3 separate regions of the Mus musculus genome follow, and all the other regions are linked to region 1. The links are chromatin contacts, called in public Hi-C and HiChIP or PLAC-seq maps. All regions are on one chromosome and are shown on one strand. The core of a region is the stretch at or near the end of the contact, and the rest is flanking DNA. Distances in the headings are between cores, read along the strand shown. Region 1 holds the start of A230001M10Rik (RIKEN cDNA A230001M10 gene). Region 2 has its middle 7.8 kb from the start of Gm40112. Region 3 has its middle 23 kb from the start of Gm40112.

What was found. Hi-C and Micro-C count contacts between places; a contact is called where the count stands out from the background. HiChIP or PLAC-seq counts read pairs in DNA pulled down with a chosen protein or histone mark.
Region 2: a Hi-C map of cortical glia shows a contact between it and region 1, with 2.7 times the contacts expected there. The contact joins the enhancer-like site here to the promoter of A230001M10Rik in region 1. A contact is called at or near these places in 2 of 39 promoter capture datasets (the 3T3-L1 cell line and embryonic stem cells), 2 of 15 datasets of contacts at CTCF or cohesin (the NIH/3T3 cell line and stem cell-derived epiblast-like cells), 131 of 484 Hi-C or Micro-C datasets (the 3T3-L1 cell line, 3T3-L1-derived adipocytes, the AML12 cell line and 64 more), 16 of 115 datasets of contacts at active chromatin or transcription factors (the NIH/3T3 cell line, VIP interneurons, astrocytes and 9 more) and 1 of 9 other capture datasets (embryonic stem cells).
Region 3: an H3K27ac HiChIP or PLAC-seq map of the NIH/3T3 cell line shows a contact between it and region 1, with 10 times the contacts expected there. The contact joins the enhancer-like site here to the promoter of A230001M10Rik in region 1. A contact is called at or near these places in 1 of 39 promoter capture datasets (the 3T3-L1 cell line), 1 of 15 datasets of contacts at CTCF or cohesin (the NIH/3T3 cell line), 19 of 484 Hi-C or Micro-C datasets (the HPC-7 cell line, LSK cells, Th1 cells and 10 more), 7 of 115 datasets of contacts at active chromatin or transcription factors (the NIH/3T3 cell line, differentiating embryonic stem cells, embryonic stem cells and 4 more) and 1 of 9 other capture datasets (embryonic stem cells).

Annotation. Positions count from the first base shown.
Region 1 is chr3:102,261,145-102,263,683 of GRCm38.p6, forward strand. It overlaps A230001M10Rik (RIKEN cDNA A230001M10 gene), which reads left to right and starts at 1,261. Exons shown (of 4, transcript NR_040391.1): 1 at 1,261-1,735.
Region 2 is chr3:102,700,836-102,703,374 of GRCm38.p6, forward strand. No RefSeq gene overlaps it. Among named protein-coding and RNA genes, the nearest start is that of Gm40112, 7.8 kb to the left of the region's middle. Within about 2 kb of position 1,271, at least 21 of the 459 cell types and tissues checked have an H3K27ac peak or open chromatin away from gene starts, as enhancers often do. A contact at or near this core is called in the C3H10T1/2 cell line, VIP interneurons and cortical glia, where this site is marked.
Region 3 is chr3:102,669,863-102,672,401 of GRCm38.p6, forward strand. No RefSeq gene overlaps it. Among named protein-coding and RNA genes, the nearest start is that of Gm40112, 23 kb to the right of the region's middle. Within about 2 kb of position 1,274, at least 27 of the 459 cell types and tissues checked have an H3K27ac peak or open chromatin away from gene starts, as enhancers often do. A contact at or near this core is called in the NIH/3T3 cell line, heart atrium and trophoblast stem cells, where this site is marked.

The DNA.
Region 1 (2,539 bases), core at 11-2,510:
ACAGGTGCTCGTGTGTGTTTGTGTGTGTGTGTATAGCATGTGTGTGCAGGTGCTCTGTATGAGTGTGTATGTATGTACGTCGTGTGTGTAGATGCTTTGGTGTGTGTTTGTGTGTTGAATGCAGGTGCACATTTGAAGTCAGAGGACAATTCTCAGGACTCAGTTCTCTTCTGCTACCTGGTGGAATCCTGGGATACAGCTCAGGTCACTAGGTCTGAGTGCCTCTACCCACTGTGCCATCCTATCTCATTGGCCTTATGATCCTGTTGGATGTGTTTACAGTAAATGAAGCACAGTGCTGCAGATGATCACACCAGGGCTGCCAACACTCACATTTCCTGGTTAGTTTCTTGTCATTAGCTTTGGGCTCCAGCTTGTAACCTGTGGTGGCTGCAGGAATATCAGTAAATTCCACACAGGCAGGCATCAGCTCGGTAAGACTGGGCTATGGAGGTTTGCCTTAGATCATCTGTGGTCACAGAAGGAAGATAGTCCTCTTTCTTATAAACGAAGGCTGTGTGGTTAAAGGTTCAGCTGCAGGCTGAGCTATTGGTGCAGCCTCAGCGGGCTGCAGCCATGTCAGTGGTCCAGTGCCAGGACAGCAGAGCTGCCCAGTCAGGCCACAGACACAGGAAAGTAATGAATCATTATGTTGGGTGATTAAGCTTTGGAGCAGATTGTTGCATAGCAAAGATAATAAATTGTATTGCACAAATGGAAATATAGAGATGTATAAAAAAGTGAAGCACATCTATTTGTTCATTAATAAACAAATTTTCAAGGACTGGTAAATGCATATTATCTAGTCTACTCTCAGAGATGCCTCTGCAGAAGAATGCATTGACCCTTTGTGGCTTCCAGAGAGTCTAGAGCCTGTAATGAGGAAGGAAGTCTCCAATTAGGACAATGGTCTACAAAGAATGATTTCAAAGTTAGGAAAAACTAGAGCTGCCTTCACTTCTCAGTCAAGGTCTGTAATGCAAGTCGACCCTTTACCTCGGAAAAGAATAACCCTGTGCGTGTTGGGGTTCCAGAGAGAATCATCTCCCCTTTGCTGGACTTCACGGCAACTTTCTGTCCAGTGAAGTCAGTTTTCTGTACAGTGGCTTCTGCCCAAATGGTCTGTATTTATCAGATGATGTATTCATGTATCGCTTTCCAGCCTACAAAGCGCTCTTTGTTTTGCAAATCTCTCTTGTGCATTATCTCATCCAGGCTTGTCACAAGGTAGAACGGTTATTTGTCCCAAATTTACTGGTCAGATATACTCACGGAGGGCTGCTGTCACCTGTCATCACTGCTGGACAGATGATTTCAACACAGACATTACAAGTGGTCCAGCCTCTTCATAAGCCTGCACTAAAGACACTGAAGCTTGTGATCACCCGTGTCAGGACAAGGAATGGCATCTCCCTAACAGGACTCAAGAGCCTTTGCCATTATCTGTGGTATTAAGCAGGTTTCAATTAGGATTTTAGGTGGATTTTTTTCTTTGTTCCGCAGAAGTTTTAATCAAGGCAGAAAAACTCTGACGCCTCATTCTCCTCACAACAGTCAGTCACCAAAGCGTTGCATTTTTCTTCCTGAAGCTTCCCCTCCCTCGGGCACATTTTTAGCAAAAAAGATGAGATCCCAAGCTCTCCAGATGTTGCCTCTCAGATGTGCCTCAGCACGCATCTCAGAGCCATCTGGCCGCAGCAACAGCTGGACTGCTTCCAAGTGGAAGTGCTCACAGGTAAGGGGGTGTGAGGGGAAGAATGTGGGCTCCTTAGTACGTTGTCAGCTAAGCCGGTGATGCTGTTTGACCAGCTGTTGACATGAGCTCTCAGTGAAGGCGGCTTTCAGAATCCTGCAGTCAGGTTTCCTGTCTGGGTGCCTGAGGGTTATTGTCCAGGGGCATGCTCTGCAGACTTGGACCCTGTGTGGTAATTCTGAGGTGTTGGAAACCTTAAGAGGTGATGTGCGCACCTGTAATCCCAGAAGGTTGTGAACATGGCTGGTTCTCCCTGCCGCCCCCCCCCCCCCCCCCGCCACCACAGTGAAGAGCATGTATCAGATCCTTCCCTGGCTCTGAAGCCCTTCATGATCAAATTCACCCCAAGACAGACAGACAGTCAGTCAGACAGACAGACATGCACATACACACACAGAGAGACATATAGAGACACAGACAGACACACACTTCCTTCCTTCCTTTACTCTCTTTATAGTCCAGGTGTCTCAGGGTAATGATGGATAACCGTAGGTCGAGATGACCGTTCAGCAGAAGAGACTAGAGGACTTAGCTGACTTGCAGAAACTGCTCATTGTGGACAGCACACCTCTGAGGGAGGCCGGGAACTTGGCAGCAGACTTCAAGAAAGCAGCAGGAGGTAAAGGCAAGGCTTGGGCGTGGAAAACTGAAACAGGAAGGAGATGTACAAGGGGAAGGAGACCTCCCAGAAACCCTTGGGGGATAAGTTAGCATTAACCCAAGGGGGAGAGCTGGGAAGCATTTGACCTGACGCCAGTGTCTTTGTGGTCAACAGAGCACTGTGCT
Region 2 (2,539 bases), core at 21-2,520, 440 kb after region 1:
GGAAGGGAGCGGTTTTACCAGCACAGGCTAGAAAATTAGGACTTGGTGGACACGCAGAGCCCTCCAAAGCATTCAAAGCCGAGGGCACCGAGATGTCAGGGCTCATACACTGCTGCTTGAAGGGACTCTCGTGGGTCACTCGTTCTCTCTGTGGTACCAACCAAGCACTGCTCTGCCAAGGCTAGGTTCTAGGGGATCTAGTGGGGTTTGCAATAAAACTGAATCGCACTACCCAGGGGAAGGGAGAGGGAGGGAGGGCTGGAGAGGAGGGAGAACCGGGAGACCTAGCTGAGCCCCTGGCACACTCAGCCAGGTGCCCTGACTTGCCCACTGATGTCCCACAGGCTTGAGAAGCAGCCTCCAGGAGACCCAGTTCCCAGCAGGCTCTACATTCACAACCCTATCAAAAACTGGGGGGGGGTGGGGGGGAACAACCCTTCTCTCTTTGGGGGGTAGGGTTTCACATTCCTTCCCTGCCTCTTTGCTGGAGGACCACAGAGTCCTCAGCTGCAATGCAAGCCAGTCGAGAAGACATCCCACCCCACTTAGATTGTGGACATTTTCCAGATTTTTTTTAAACTGCTTATTTGGGGAAACTATTTAACTCTAGGCCTGGCCCAAGGACAAGCTAGTCAGCCTCCACAGTTGGAGAGTCCAGAGGGCAGCCAGGCATCTGCCTGCAGGCTTGGAGGGCCCCCGATCTGCCTGTACTTTTCCGTGAATAGGAGGGAGGGGTCATCATGAGATTGGCTTTCCCAAGAAGGCTGCCTGGTGGCCTGGCATTCTGAAGGTTTTTCCAGCCAGATCTGGGGAAGTTCCTGAAACCAGACCGAGCTGTGCCCAGGGTTCCTGATAGGTGTGTGAGTACAGGCAACCTTGATCTCCTGAGGGTCCTACTCCCAAACTCCACTTCCTCTCCTGGAGGAACCTGCAATGGTAGATCTTTACCTGCCCATCATTTGCAGATCATAAGCACACTGGGCACTGGGCCCCACCAGCCTCTTCTCTAGCCTATGGTTGTTCTTTGAGGGTGGGTCCAGTCAGGTAAGGGAGCTATCTCAAGAAAGTACACTTCTGCCCCAAACAGAACAGGGTGTTAAGATATCATAGAGGTGGCCTCGGCTGTATGAAGACCCAGCTAACCTCTGGAATTTGGCTCTGACATTCTTGCAATAGGTGGCGCTAACACCTACTAGTTTCTGAGCCTCAGCAAGCTATTCTACTTGCCCCAGAGGATGGTGGGTAGGATTCGTCTGTATGAGGAAGGTGGACACAAAGCTGTTTATCATAATTATGAACACCAGGGGGCGCCAGGCCTCGTCTCCATCCTGACTTGACTTGTGAAGGAAAAAGGATGAAGATTCAAGAGGCACCCAGAACAGCACCAAAGGACCAATCCCCAGCTGTGGGCCACACGGGACAGCCACCTTTAGGTGGTCAGGTGTACAGGGGAAGAAGAGGTTCTAGCATAGGCCTACTCCTGGAGAACTCAGAGAAACTGGAAGCTCTAGGGAGGCCACTTGGGACTCAGAAGCAGACTCCAAATGTGCCCTGGACAGGACCCAACTTCCTGTTGAGCTGATTGGCTGGGGCAGCCAGCCACTTTCCACCCTCCTTCCCACCAGTGCCTGCCTCTTCCTGCAAAACCTTGGAATAAAACCGTCATACAACACAATGTTTCCTTAAGTGCTGGTGTATTGGACAGTGTGTGCAGTATAGTCATTCCAAGTATGCTATTAAATACGAATATTGGTCAATGAGTGGGAGGCCATATTCCAGATTATTAGTGATGCTTTTGAGCACCCCAACTTGAGATTTTAAAAAATAATAAATTCTACATGGTGCTTTTCTGCATTTTCCAAGTGAGCAGATTTATATTTTATAATCATAAAATCTGATCATTTTTAAGTTCACCAATGACCTTTTAGCACATATATTGGGTGCTTCTGATTACATACCTTCGATTACTCCTTGTGACACATAGAACAAAATTGTGACTCCTTATTAGACAGGGAGACGCTCCAGGCCCTCCCCTCATCTTCCTTGTTACCACCAGGCAGCTCTTGCCTCAGAGTGAGAAGATGGAACAGGGTAGAGCTGGAAGACCCTTCTGAGGTAAGGACACTTGAACTGAAACCCAGATGGGGAAGAAATCTGTGAGGTAAGAGTGAAGTGATGTATTTTGCTCCGCCGAAGGAGCAGATGGGGACCAACAGGGGTGGAGACAGTGTGCCCAGCTCAGCCCTCCCTCCCAGCTAACTCCTGTTATGGGGTCTTTTTTTTTTTTTTTTTCCCGGCATTGGCAACCAAGGCACAGAGAAGTTAAGAACCCTTTCCAAGGTCACACAGTTTTAAGCACTGTGGACTGTGACCTCTCATAACGTCTCCCTTTCCTCTGGTGTGTTTGTCGGAATGTCTAACTGCACACTGACATGGGGGCTGGTTTTGCTTCATGCCTGCCCTTCCACCAGACCTAAGCTTCTTGAGGGTCAGGGTCCTGGCTGGTCTGTCCACCTCTAAATACTCTGGGCTCAGTTTG
Region 3 (2,539 bases), core at 24-2,523, 410 kb after region 1:
GGCAGACAGGCAGGCAAGCAGATGTAAAAAAGTAAATACACTTCTACATTTATTCTTTAAAATTTTTCCATCAAGCACTTTACCACATGGCTAATTAGCATAGAGGGAAGAAACTTGGACCAATCTTCAGGGAGCTGGGTCTTGCTTCCAGCTCCATCCTGACAAGCTATGTGACCTTAAACTAACTTCCCTCACTCCATATGCCAAGCAAGGGGCTAAACCAGATTCCCTCATGTCCCTGCAGCACCAACATTGCAAGTTCCTGCAAACAGAGAACACGAAGCCAGCTCTGAAGACCAAGCGGGTTAGTTTTCAGTTATTTCACTCTTCAAATAAAGGAAACATTCCAGTCCTTATCTGTAACCTTCTGGAGACTTCCTATCCATTGATAGGATTCCCTGTGGGAAGTGTTTTGAAATAGTGGTCATTACTGTGAAATGAAATGCTGGAGATTTATCTGCAAGCAAGGCTAAAAGTTTTTAGTGATTTTTTTTTTCCCAAACGTATGAGAAATCTTTATCCAACTGGACGTGAGGCAGATTCTTTTCTGAAGTATCTTGTTTGTATTCTTAACACTAGGTTTAGCAGGAGTAAGGAGTTGAAGCCGGAGAGCTTGTCACTTACTCAGAAAGCTGTTGGGGAAGATAGACTGACAGCCGCTGGTGAATCACGTCTAAGCCATCTCATGTCTAAGTTCCAAATTATCTACAAGTATTACTCCACACACATCCATGCAACTTCACCATGAGACAGCAAAGAACTTCAGCGATAGCCACGAGGTGAAAGAGGGGCTTTCTCCTGGCCTCCAGCATTCCCAGAGGCTCATTTCCTCTCTCCTCCTCCTCCATCTCTCCCCAGTATTCCAACTTCCCGCATGAACCCCAGGCCATTTAGTCCTATCTTATACGATGTCAACAACTCCAGATAACCTACAACAGTGTCTCAACCCAGACCCACAAACTTTACATGAAAGAAAGAAGATGAAAAACAGACAAGGAAGCGGCCTTTGATTCCAAATGCTGGAATTTTGATTATCCTGGCCAGGCACTTGGGGACTCTGCAAAGTTTTTCTTTTTCATAGCACTGTTACCAGTAAAAAGTACAACAACACACTTTACAATAGCGCACAGCATAGTTCAAAGATTTTACACTTTATTTTTTAGTCATTCGACAAGGACGTTATTGTGGTATTCTGGATGCTGCATTCCCTTTCATGGCATCTAAGCTATGAATTAGCTATGGCACTGAAGTCAACTTCTTAATAGTACTATGTTGAAAGGAATGCAGTTCATTCTGCCCCGGGGTGGGAGAGTTAAGGCTGGTGAGTCTTGGGTGATGAGTAACAGTGGAAAGATAAGCCAGATGATGAGTGAAGTCCAGTGGACAGTCAAAGCAAGATGAACCAGGAGGGGCATGGAAGAATGGATCTACAGGAGGAGGGTCGAAACATCTTCTAATCTAATCCACTAAAGCTGGAGTTCAAAGGTAGACACCAGGGGTCTGGGAGGGGGAAGGGCAGATGGGGACCAACCTGTGAAGGTTTTAAATGGCACCCTGGAAACTCGGCCCATTCTTTAGGGAGCAGGGAGACAATGATCATGACTGATTCTGCAGTTTAGAAAAGTGCTTTTATTATCCCTGAAGAGAATGGATCAGGAGGAAATGGCAGACTGCTGGAGGTCAATAGCCAGACATTTCACTCTAGATCTTTGTTCTGTTTGCATCTCCTTCCCAAACCTGGTGCAGAGAAGTCCTTTGTGGGCAGTGCCATGTCTTATGCTCCTTCATGCCCCAGCCCCGCCCAGAATGCCTGAGGTGGTGTGAGCACAGAGTGAGTGCCATTTCGAAGAATGAGTAAACAAACTATAGGTAGGGTGGTAGCAGTGTAAATCTCTTAGAAACAAAAGGCACATTCAACAGATATTTTCTGAAGTATACCTGAAGTATTTGGTTTCTGGCAAAGGAGAAAATTAAAGTTTATCTAAAGGACAGCTCAGAATGTCTTTGAGCTTTTTGTTAACTAAGGACAGTGAGCAGTTTGAGAAAGGCAATGGTGGGGTAGGAACACAGAGACTCTGTGGCCAGGGTCCTGAAGTCCAGGCCGACTGGAATCTGTTCCTGAAGTTCCATGTCTGATGGTGTTGCTGCCCAATCCTCCACAGGGACAGGTAAGCCCACATGCAACTTCCGCCATTTTCAACATGGGCTGGAAACTTCAATCCCAGTGAAAGAAGTACCCTCCACTCCCCAATAAATACAATAAATAAAAATGGTGTTCAAAGATCCCTGCTTCATTCTCTCCAAAAACAAAAGAAAAGATGGGAGCAGGAGGGACAGAGCTAAGCCTCTGCTCTTTGATCTTTGAAGATGTCAGCTCACTACAAAGAATAACAACACAGCTCTGGCAGAAACCCCAGGGGCCTGCGCAGAATTCTTCCCATCAATGCTCCTCAGGTCTCTCAGGTTGGAAACACTGGGCTGGAGGCACAGGGCAAAGCCTTTACAGGGCTCACTTGGTGCCTGGAAGGAGCCCTATAAA